2 separate regions of the Gossypium hirsutum genome follow, and region 1 is linked to region 2. Evidence: chromatin contacts called from public Hi-C data. All regions are on one chromosome and are shown on one strand. Each heading gives the region's core, a stretch centred on a gene start, on an enhancer-like site or on the middle of the called end of the contact. The rest is flanking DNA. Distances are from core to core; before and after follow the strand shown. Region 1 holds the start of LOC107917923 (polypyrimidine tract-binding protein homolog 2). Region 2 holds the start of LOC107912649.

Region 1 (5,679 bases), core at 2,206-4,705, 220 kb after region 2:
AGTGAAAAATGGAGAACACTAGCAGAGAGATGAGTTGCACACCCCAGTGAAGGGTGAAGCAACACATGTAAGAGATGAATGATGTACATAATAAAATTACTATCTGCCAGGAAAATAATTGTTTCATAAACAATCTGGAATCAATTAAGTACTATGAATCTCTGGAATCAGATACAAAGAGGAGATAAAGGAATACCTGCTTCTGTGGCTCTGGAACTTCACACTCAAATCTGTATGAGCAGAATAAGTAATCCTAAGTGTACACGGAGATATATTTTCAGAAAGCAGGTACCTGAAAACCCAGGACAAAGTGAGTACAATGTGCATGAAAACCTTCAAAAACAAAAGGAACATAAGCTGCAAAATTACAACCCTCGCTTGGACTATAATTCTAAATCAGTGAGCTGTCTCTATCCTTTATCAAGAACTAAAACAATCCAAATATGTGAGGATGTTGTAACACCTAACAGAAACAATCTGCCAAAAGTTCAAGGGCCCAATATACATATATGCTCAATGTAAGTGGACCACATCTAAAGCTAAATAGTCCATTACGGTTGGACTAAATACCGTGTCTAACAATTAATACAACCGTCACCTAGGGATGATTCGTCCATCCAAGGCACCTTTTGCAGATGTGGCTGTTTCTGCATCTGAAAACTGCACCAAAGCCTACACAAAAAGCAGGATATATACTGAGCTTAATTCAAAAGCCAAAAAAAAACAACAGATACCAAAAGAAAATTTAATTCATTGACCTGAAATCCAGCTGTCTTCTCAAAGGTAGTAATTTTATGCACAAATCCAAAAGCTGAAAATACCTGCATTATTTAATACTTTTACAAAGATGAACTAACAAAAATCAAGCAAAAGCACTCCAAAAAGCAATTCCGATCTTCAGTTCTATAAAAGGTTTGCCAGAAAATAAGGAATAGAGATAAGTTAACATATCCACAATATTCAGCATGGAGACGACAATATAACTTATTAACAGACTACAGTTTGACAAACCTAGATTTTACAAGGAAATTGACAAGATCAGTACATGCCAAATTAATTTCACCAGGAAGGTGTAATGCCACAAAAGATGAAAAGAGTGAAGATGAAAAATCCAACAAAGGAGTTCTATGAAACCTCAGAAATTTACAAATAAAACCAGGCTACAGATCAGACTGCTCAAATTTCATTTTTTATCAAGTTCTATGAAATATCATTTCTCTCAACTTATAAGTTAAGAAACTAATTCAATCACCATTCTTCCCTAAGGATAAAATGTAAATCTCCAGTCTCCACCTGCTTCAAATAAATTGCAGCAAACTGCAGACAAGGGGACAGATATTAATTGCTCTAGGATTTTAATCATTAAAGCCCATGAAGGAGGATGTCAAAGGAAAAAGTTGCTAGAAGTACCAGATTCTAGAATCAGAATCAGGCTAACCCCAGGCAGAAAGAAGATACCGCTAACTGAGGACTAACGATAGGCACCTAATTGTAAAATATTTTGATATATATTTATATATGCATGTATATAGCGCATATATATACATAGACCACTCATGTCTCTATAAAAAGTTGGAATGTACCTAAGATAAATAACCCGGTTCTTTAGTAGAATTATATCCAGGCAAACAATTAACTCCTAAAAACAGATATATAGAAAATAAAAAGAGAAAACTGAGACTGTGACAACTAGCTGCCTCATATTACTCCTATATCACTAAGAGCTTCTATTAATAATTATAAATAAAGTTTTATCCCAAAATGGGGAAAGATAAATATGTTAGCATGAGCAGAAACAGACAGAAGGATCTTTCGATCTTTCACAAGCTAATGTTGATGACAGTCCAATTCTGTGAATAAAGGGCACAATGGACAAGAACCAAAGCCGGTTACTTGGATGATTGGCTGCCTAATCAAAGTTTCTAAAAAGAACTACCAATTCAGGGAGGCACTTGCCTTAAGCACCTTTTGTTCTAATAAGACAGTGCCCTATGCACCTAAGCATGCACCTCCCTTAATGCTACCATCGATTCAGGGTCTGAGACACTTGTTTGGACATTGCTTCACCTTATTGCCAAGAAATCTGAAGCACTTGACTACCTTGTTCATGTTCAATGAGGAGGGACGATTTTGGCACTCAGCAAAACTAGCAACTATTATATCGAACAAATATATAATACAGACCATATATGCAAAAAAAAAAAAATGTAAATGGAGCACAAACTTCATTGCCAGCAGCAGCACAAACAAAAAACATAGTGACACCAAACATCTAAAAAGTCCAAGGGTGCACATGAAGAAGAAATGAAAAAAAAAATCCTAAATGGTAGGAATAGGAGGTAAGTAAGGAAGAGAGAGGCAGTGTTAAGGAAAGGAGAAAGGAGACAAACACACATGTTCTCTTTCTCACGATGCACTAAGCTGCCATTGGAGATTATTCCCTTGACATGATCCTGCTGATCCATTCACATTCATGTCAAAACACAAAAGCTTTTCTCCAAAAGAGCGTGACAAAAACTACACAATCCTAGTTATTACATAAACTCATATCAAACAACAACTTAGAAATAGTAACTTCACACCCTTCTAAACCAAAAGGAGAAAAGACATACGCCATCCTTACCAAGTGCAATACATCTATGGAGACAAGCCGTGCATCTTGACCTTCGATTGTTACCAACAGTACATTCCCGGCAACATCTGCGGTCGTTTTGTTGTTTACAATTTCTTGCCTGTTAGAATATTGCAGGTAGACCGTTTTACCCCTTACTTGAGCAGGCTCTGAAGATGAAGCATAATACGATATCATGGCAATAGCTTGATTCAAGTCAGCCTAAAAGGTAAACAAAAACATATATTTAATTACTAACTTCACTAACATGGTGGAAGAAATTTGACCAGAATTTTTTTTAAAAATCTGATTAAACTTACGAATTCAATGAAAGCTTGATTACGATTGGCTCCAACATTGCACTTGGTGTTAACGACCTTACCAAATGGCTTCCCCAGCTCGATCAACTCTTCCTCCGTACACTCCCATGGCAAGTTTCTCAAATGCAGCACCTTAGATGGGGGTTGAGTGTAACGGAACTGCGGCTGACTTGATACCGAGGCCATCCCGTTCGGAAATCAACCCCTCTAAAAATCTTTGGCAAGAGAAGACAGATCAGAAACCCTAGATGCCAAAAGAATATATGTTTAATTCAAAATCGAAATATATACATAGATCAATCAAAACCAGGAAAATGCAATGAAATTAAGGGAATAAAATAAACCTGAAAAGAAAAAGAAATTAATGAGAAAATCCGTGGAAACCTCTGAAGTTCGTTAAGTTAGGGTTTCAAGGAATTTGAGATAAATTGGTATGGTAGACTTTCCTTTCGTTTTGATTTTATTAAGGGATGGGTATCGTCATGGGCTTTTGGCGCCGATGGGCGTTATGTATTAGGGAAGGAGAGATTGGATTGGATTGTATTTTCCCTTCTTTTATTACTTTTCTTCAGAAACAAAAGGAGCGGACTTTACCCGACCCGAGGCAGCGGTTTTTCTTTTCGTTTTGGGCCTTTTGGCCACTAAGGCAGCGTCTTCGGATTCTTAAACTTTGGTGCCCACGTTGCTGTGGAATATAAATACGTGCAACTGGAGAATTATTTACGACTACTTTTGAAAAATACTAATATTTAGAAAAATTGTTTTTGAAAAATATTTTTCAATATTTTAATTTAAGATATAATTTTTAATATAATTTTAATTTTTTTAAGAAATAAAATGTTCATCTTAAACACAATGCTGTAAAGTAAAAATATGTGTTTAAATAATATTTAAATTCGTTAATATTATGATATTTTAATAATATTCTAAAAAATAATATATTATAACTTATTATTGACATATGAAATATAAATTATGAATATTTTTGAATTAATTACTATTAATGATTATTTATTTATAAATTTTAATTTCAATATGTAATATATATTTTAAATATTAAAGTATAATAATTACAAATTTAAATATATATTGTTATATATTTGAAATAAATTTTGATAAGAAAATAATTGTATAGGTAATTTAAATATTACGTAAAATACATTAAGTCATTTGACTCCAAAGGTATATTTCCCACACGCAAAAGCTAAAAATGCTTTTGAGTTTAGGTACAAAAGTATTTTTCATTTCAAAAGTTGTCTATTTAACATTGTTTATAATTCCAAATAAAGTTTTATTAAACCGTTAGGAAAAAATAAAATTTAAGATTAACTATTACAAACATAAATACAATATATATTCATAAATACAATACAAGTATAAATATATGTCCAAACAAATACAATGTAAAATTAAATCAATTAAGAAGCACAATCAATGAAAAAAAATCAAATAAATCCTATCCATGGCAGATAAATATGTTGAAACTGAAACCTCACATATCACAATTACACATAATAAGGCTTGAACATAAGTACTCAAAGACCTAAAACTTCACATTAACTAACAATACTAAAACCTAATTCCCCATTGAAAAAATAAATAAATAAAATCAAAATTAACACTTTCAATTATTTAAATTTATAAACAAATTTTATGATGATCAAAACCACTTAATATAATCAAAACCACTTAATATAATTTTCTTCTATAAAAATGTGAAAATAATAAGTAAACTATGACTTATTGAAAAACTTTTATTTTAATTTATTTCTTTTGGTATTATCTTTTAAACATTTCACATTTAAACTTTTGCTTTGTTTAAACTAACTTGAAGTGCTTTAAAAAATTTAAAGATGAAAATGTAAAATAAAATTATCATAATTTAAAATTTATATTTATTAAATTTTAATTATATTTTGTACTTAAATATTTTAAGTAATATACTAAATAGATAAGTTAAATTTAGTATTTAATTTTTGGATTAATATATTTCTTACCTAAGTTTGACACCTTTTTCTAATGGGATATCAGTGTTATTTTTGGTCCAATTTGATATATGTATTTGACAAAAGTTATATATTTTGGTACCTAAAGATAAAAAAAGTTAACTTATTAGTGTTTAATTTGGGTTTTAGGGTTGATTTAATGAAAGTTAATTGTTATCATCATTAAGTTTGATATTTCCATGATTTTATTAATAGAATAAACTTAGTGCTAATTGTGAACTTGTTTAATTTCGTTTTAACTTATTAAATACAATCTAATGAATGTCATTTAATTCTAATTTTAGGGTTGATTTGATGAAAGTTAATTGCTAATATTATTAGCTAATTATGAATTTTTATCAAATCAATTCTAAAACCCAAATTAAACACTAAAAAGTTGACATTGTTATTTTCATGTACCAAAATGTATGACTTTTGTCAAATACAGGTACCACTTGGACCAAAAAACAACAATGTACCACATTAGAAAAAAAATGTCAAACTTTCGAACCAAATTATGCACTAAGCCTTAATTTCAATATTTAATTTTTAACATTTAACTTTTAGTTTATCAAACAACACTTAATTTAAAACAATTAAAAATTACCACGGGTTCAAACCATGTCATTCCCACTCCCTCCCCGAAAATTGTAATGATAAAAAATGCTCTATTCTTTGCTCTCCCTTGTTGGTAGCAATGATGCCTTGGGTAAGTCAATCGCGCGTAGTGATGGTATTGGTCATTTAATCAAAAAGTTAGGTT
Region 2 (5,560 bases), core at 2,311-4,810:
AGCACTCCGTTTCCTCTGACTACGTGAAATATTCCCCTCCATTGCAGAAAACAACATCATGGTTGGTGGAACAGCATACAGAAATAAGATTAGAATCACACTTGGTAAGTAACCTATTACCACCCGGTGTCTGAACTCCCTGCATAGCATAACAAACAAGATAGATTCACAATGAGTGCCTGGTTCCTTCTCTTTAACTCCTTCGAGTTTCCACTTAATAACAATGATATTTGTCCTATCTACATGTATTAATACACACCAAGAGCTTGGGTGAGTTTAATGCAGTTAAATAACAATGACACCACTATAATAAGTTGTATCTGGTTATTTATGTACTCTAGATTGTCTTTCACACAGGAATGCACACCAATCATTACAGCAGCAAGTATAACCATAGGAAAAAGCACTGGTGAACATGGAAAAACCACACAGGACAGGATAAGAACATTAGCCAGCAAACCTAGCAAGGAAAAGATTACAAAGAGCATGAAATGAAAAATGTTAAAATGTTCCTCTAACTTATATGTACTTATACTAAAAGTGAAAAAATGCAAGGCATCAGAACCGCAAAAATATCAAATGGTTGCACAACACCTTGAAAGAAATTAACAATCTAATAAACTACATCTGTGGTTTTCCTTTTCTACATGGTCAATCGAAGAAGAACACAATTTTCAACGGGAATATGACATCAGGGATAGAGAAGGGTTAAGTGCACCAACTTGAAAAATAGACTAAAAAGGATAGACCTCTTATAATATTCATTCATTAAAAATTAGCCAAGAGAGCAGCAAATATAAGGGGCTAACACATACCTTAGCAACTGGTGCCATCTCAGCAGCAATATGAATGACATGCAACCCTGGACTAAAGATCAACAAAATGGAAAAGTTTAAAAGGGTAAAAAAGGCAGTAATGTAGTAAAATTGACTGGTCAAATAAGCACCTAGCTTGTAATGATATCAGCTGGAGAAATGTAGATATAACTTCATCCTCTGTCTTTTCTTTGCACATCACATATGCATCACAAATGCGTCGATCCCTCTTGGCATGTCTGTTAAAATATGATTATAATCCCATTAAATAATCCCATTAAAATAAGTAACCTGAGACTTCAATTTGATTATAAAAGTACGTAAACCAGTCACAATAAAGCTAAACTTCACACACAGAGAGGATCACCACAACAGTATTTTATAAATCATGCTTTACAATTATTAGGTATATTGAATAGAAATAAGCTGGTGCTATCCAGGCTTATTACAACCATTTCCATCTATTGATTACTTAAAACAGCATGCCACATTAGAGCTGGAGCATGGGGCAATAATAACAAACGGCATATTCAACATGGCAATTTTGTTAACAGTTACCAAGCAGTTTTATAATTCAGATGAACAATAGAGCAAATAAATCATATTTAAAAGTTATGGAGCTCTTGCAAGAATTTGAATGACCAAATGATCATAAACATGACGATATCGGTCCCAAAACCCCACTCCTTCATTGGCCTACACTTCAGTCAATGTTAATTTAATTCACAAATATAGTCTTAAAACCAAAAACTCTCTGCAAATATGCACAATACCTACAGTATAATTTTCATAAATTGTATGAGAATACATAGATAAAACTAAAACCTCAACTCCTATATTTATCAAGGTCTGCCAACCAAATGCAAACATCAAAGGGGCAGATCATCACTTTTTTTATTTTTTGGCTATGGCGCAGTCATTACGGCCATTGTAACCTATAATAAACCTGTTTTTTTTTACCAAAAGTTAATGTGTTAATAATGTTAAAACATAATTCCAGTTGAAAGTAACATATTCATAGAGTAAATAAACGAAATTTCAATTACTATGCTAGTTTCATAGGAATTTTCAGCAACCAAACAGACAGTAAAAGAGGAAACAAATAAATAAGACAGTTACAGTTTGTGTTCTTTTCACATATAGTTGTCAAGCTACCAAACAAATCTAAGATAACCACAATCAAAACAAACAATTTTAACGGACTAAATGAAAAAGAAAGAATACAACTGTTTGATCTCCAAGAAAATGGAGGAAACTAAAAGTTCATTATCTCTTTCACTCTTAGCTCTCTATTTCTAAAAAGTAAAAGTATAAAAACTTTCAGACAATAACACAACAGAAAATATACTCGTGGATTTTCAGACCTCATAAAAACGGATCAACTTCGTTTAATACTAAGATTTTACGCACTGTTGTTCAAAATAAAAATAGTAAGTAAATTTTAACTTGTTTTATAACCCTAAATTCAGTCCTTAATACAGAAAGTAACTAAAAACTTTTCTGATTAGATCAAAATTAAATTAAATCATTGAGAAAACAAAAAAAAATGCAATGGTATTCAGTATTCATACTCTTTTTCCTACATTTTCTCAGCATCCAAACAATCATAAGAACTACAAAAAGTACTCACCGAAACGTAGTCCTCCACATCATCAATTCCTTCCAAGATGATTCCGGAAGACGATGCCGTTTCGCCGGACATTGTCACGAAACAAAAAGGAAATATACGGAAAAGAAATTAAGTATCAACAGGGAAACTGAAATTTAACCGAATCCGAAGAGAAATTCCACTGCATCGCGTTTGGTTTTTCTAAGTATAAAATCTTCTCTGTTTTTTTTTTCAGAGTTTGAGAGTTCTTCAGTAACCCAGCCCCGACATTTTTCTTTTCAGAAAGAATCTTCTTAACTAAGGGCCGGCTTTTATATGTAAAGGAGATTCAATCCTTACCCGGAAAGTAACCATTGTTGTCTCTTACTCTTTTCGCTCGATGTAGGAGATGAAGGAAGCGTTGACAACCTAAGTTTATCTCCTATCCAATATTCAATCAATTACAAAAATCAATTCCAGACAAACAAAAATATACAGAAGAAGAGAAGAAAAAGATAAACTCACCGGCACAGGGCAGAGAAAAAAAGAACCAGCAGAGGGCAGAGATGAGGGCAAAGAACCAGCAGAAAGCAGAGAGTAAAGAGCAAACAAGGGCGTTCGTGTGTGTGGCTAAAAAAGTAAATGAACCAGCCAAAAGCACTTTTTGGCTGAAAAGCTAAAAATTTTTACTTCTCGTCTTACCAAAAGCACTTCTCAGCTTCTGAGAATTTGTTACCAAATGAAACTTGTTCTTCATTGCTTTTTAAAAAAAGCATTTTTTTAAGAAAAAACTCGTACGTTAAGTAATGAAGAACATAGCCTTACTCAAAATCCAAGAACTAAAAGTGAATTTCGAAAAGAATAAAAAACTCTTTATTCGAGTTAAAAGAAATTTTTTTATCTTTGGCACTAGATGGAGACATTAGAGGTCAGAACTAAGCGTTGTGGTTCGCTCATTGCATCACATACTTGTTTCTAGAATCTAATTTTTTTTTTTCAATTCAAATCGTTGAAGTTATATTTTCTAACATTCTTCCAATCCGGATTTGTTCCTCACATATAGTTCCAAGGGTTACAATTGTCGGAATATTTTTTTCGCTGCGCCACAGAGCGTACTAGTGTTCCAACAGGAAGCCTCGTAACAACCCGTGGGTTCCCAAGCCTACAAAATTCCTTACTTAAAAGTTTTATTACCCCGACAAGCCTGGTTACTTGGTCCTGCTAATGTTTGGTTTGTTTTTGAAAATCTGAGCCCAATAATTCCGTCCATTTGATTAATCCATGCAGTAGCACTTAAGTGCATTGACTAGAGGATTTAGGCCTTTTATTTCCATCAACAAAGTCAACTAGATGGTCTTTTGTATCAACGCTCTTGGAACCTTTATCCAACCCCTTATCCGAGCCCATATTATCAAGTAGCACCTTATCTATATTAGAAGTCCCACCTAAATTGATTCCAAGATTAATGCTAATCACGATAAAAAAATTGAATTAGAGTAATCATCTCTCAGGTAATAGGCATTCAAATTAACTCCATTAAAAATTACGGATTCGCCCCTTCCTCCTCCACTCCAATAGGAGTTACTTCTCACCTTGTATTGCTCGAATTCAACAATAGCTTTCAGTATGACACAACCGACCATGGAGAAAGCATAATAACTTCAGTCTTCATATGGAAATCTCGCATACACTTGCTGATTCGTTGCAAAAATAATTTTTTCCTTCTTAATTCTCAGCGGAGGTCTCGCATCAATTTTAACATGAAGCCACATCTATCCTCAACCCCCTCCTGCATTGGACTTCACATTATAAATGATAAATGTTCCAACAAAATTTCCTACCTACCTTTCCATAGATATCAAACCTAGTGGCAATTCATGAATTTACAACCAAAATTCTATTAAAAAAACAGTGCTACCTACCTTGGATCATCTTCACCAGACAATAGATGGATCAAGAGCAAATGGTTATTGAACATCTACGACCCCATTTATAACCCGATCAACATAAATTTCAAAATAAAATCGAAACAAGTGCCTCTTATCTCACAAATCATAGAGTGCAACACCTCCAATTGGTTCCACAAGTTTACAAATGTGTTTTTTATGGAGTGAAAGTAAATCAAACATGCTGTTAAAATATATCTAACAAGACAAGTCTCATACATAATCATTCCAAATTCACTGCCCAAATCAATTAGCCATGGCTCCTCCTAACTATCCTCTATAGAGGGATTCACTATTTCACTCTCCATTTCTTTATGATTAAATTCTCCTATTAATCTTTGTAATGATTCGATTTTTAGTGGTATTAGAAATTATGGTTTTAAGATCTTATTTTTGTAATTCGAGTTCGTAAATAATAAATAAAGATATTTACAGAGTTATTATATAAAAAGTAAGCGAGGAAAGAGTATTTATATTTATTTTATTTTACTTTACGTTTGTTACCCTCGTGCAATAGAGTTTATATATGGTGAAATGAAGGAATTCACTAAGTTCTATTGAACTTACAGGAGTTGTTTAATGTTTGTAGGTTTTGCAAGGTTGAATGAGGACTTAGTGGAGGGACCCAGCCAGACAGGGAGGAGATCAATGATCTTAGTTAGTTAGAGTCATGCACATATAAAGGGGGTACTATTGGAGGCTTCGCCCCGGATTTAATTATGTAGGGACCAGATAACATCCATCGAATCTATATTTTTAGATAATAAATAGTAGCTAAACGTTAAGAGTTTTTTTGTATACAGTTAGATTGATTTGAAATAGGAATTGTGAGGATATAAACATTTAGTGGCTTAAGGCCTTTGCTGTAGGAATTATTATTGATTTCATTATTAGATTGGTTTATTTAAAGTCTGTTTATTGATAGTTAAGTTAGCAATTATTAAGTATAGGTCCATTTGTGATGCTACATACTCGGATCCGACAGATGGGTTGGGCATGGGGTGTTACACTACTAGCTATTTGGACAATGTTGAATATAGTTTGCATGCCTGAAAATCATCATTGTTGGGCAACCCAAGGTGGTAGATTGTACAAATAGAGGCATCATTTCCAGGCAACTCGGGGTGATGGATCCGCATATCTGTTCTGAGTCTGTGTCTAGTTAATAGGGTTATAAAAACATGAATTGGCCAAATGATATATGAGATGAA

Evidence for each region. Hi-C and Micro-C count contacts between places; a contact is called where the count stands out from the background.
Region 1: a Hi-C map of leaf shows a contact between it and region 2, with 2.3 times the contacts expected there. The contact joins the promoter of LOC107917923 here to the promoter of LOC107912649 in region 2. A contact is called at or near these places in 2 of 34 Hi-C or Micro-C datasets (both in leaf).

Annotation. Positions count from the first base shown.
Region 1 is chrD08:37,509,420-37,515,098 of Gossypium_hirsutum_v2.1, forward strand. LOC107917923 (polypyrimidine tract-binding protein homolog 2) reads right to left here and starts at 3,456. Exons shown (of 11, transcript XM_016847341.2): 1 at 3,276-3,456; 2 at 2,932-3,175; 3 at 2,624-2,833; 4 at 759-821; 5 at 599-672; 6 at 197-292. The coding sequence starts at 3,117.
Region 2 is chrD08:37,287,300-37,292,859 of Gossypium_hirsutum_v2.1, forward strand. It overlaps LOC107912649, which reads right to left and starts at 3,561. Exons shown (of 6, transcript XM_016840932.2): 1 at 2,929-3,561; 2 at 2,764-2,845; 3 at 2,446-2,474; 4 at 947-1,054; 5 at 816-867; 6 at 1-139. The coding sequence starts at 2,778. The coding sequence ends at 20.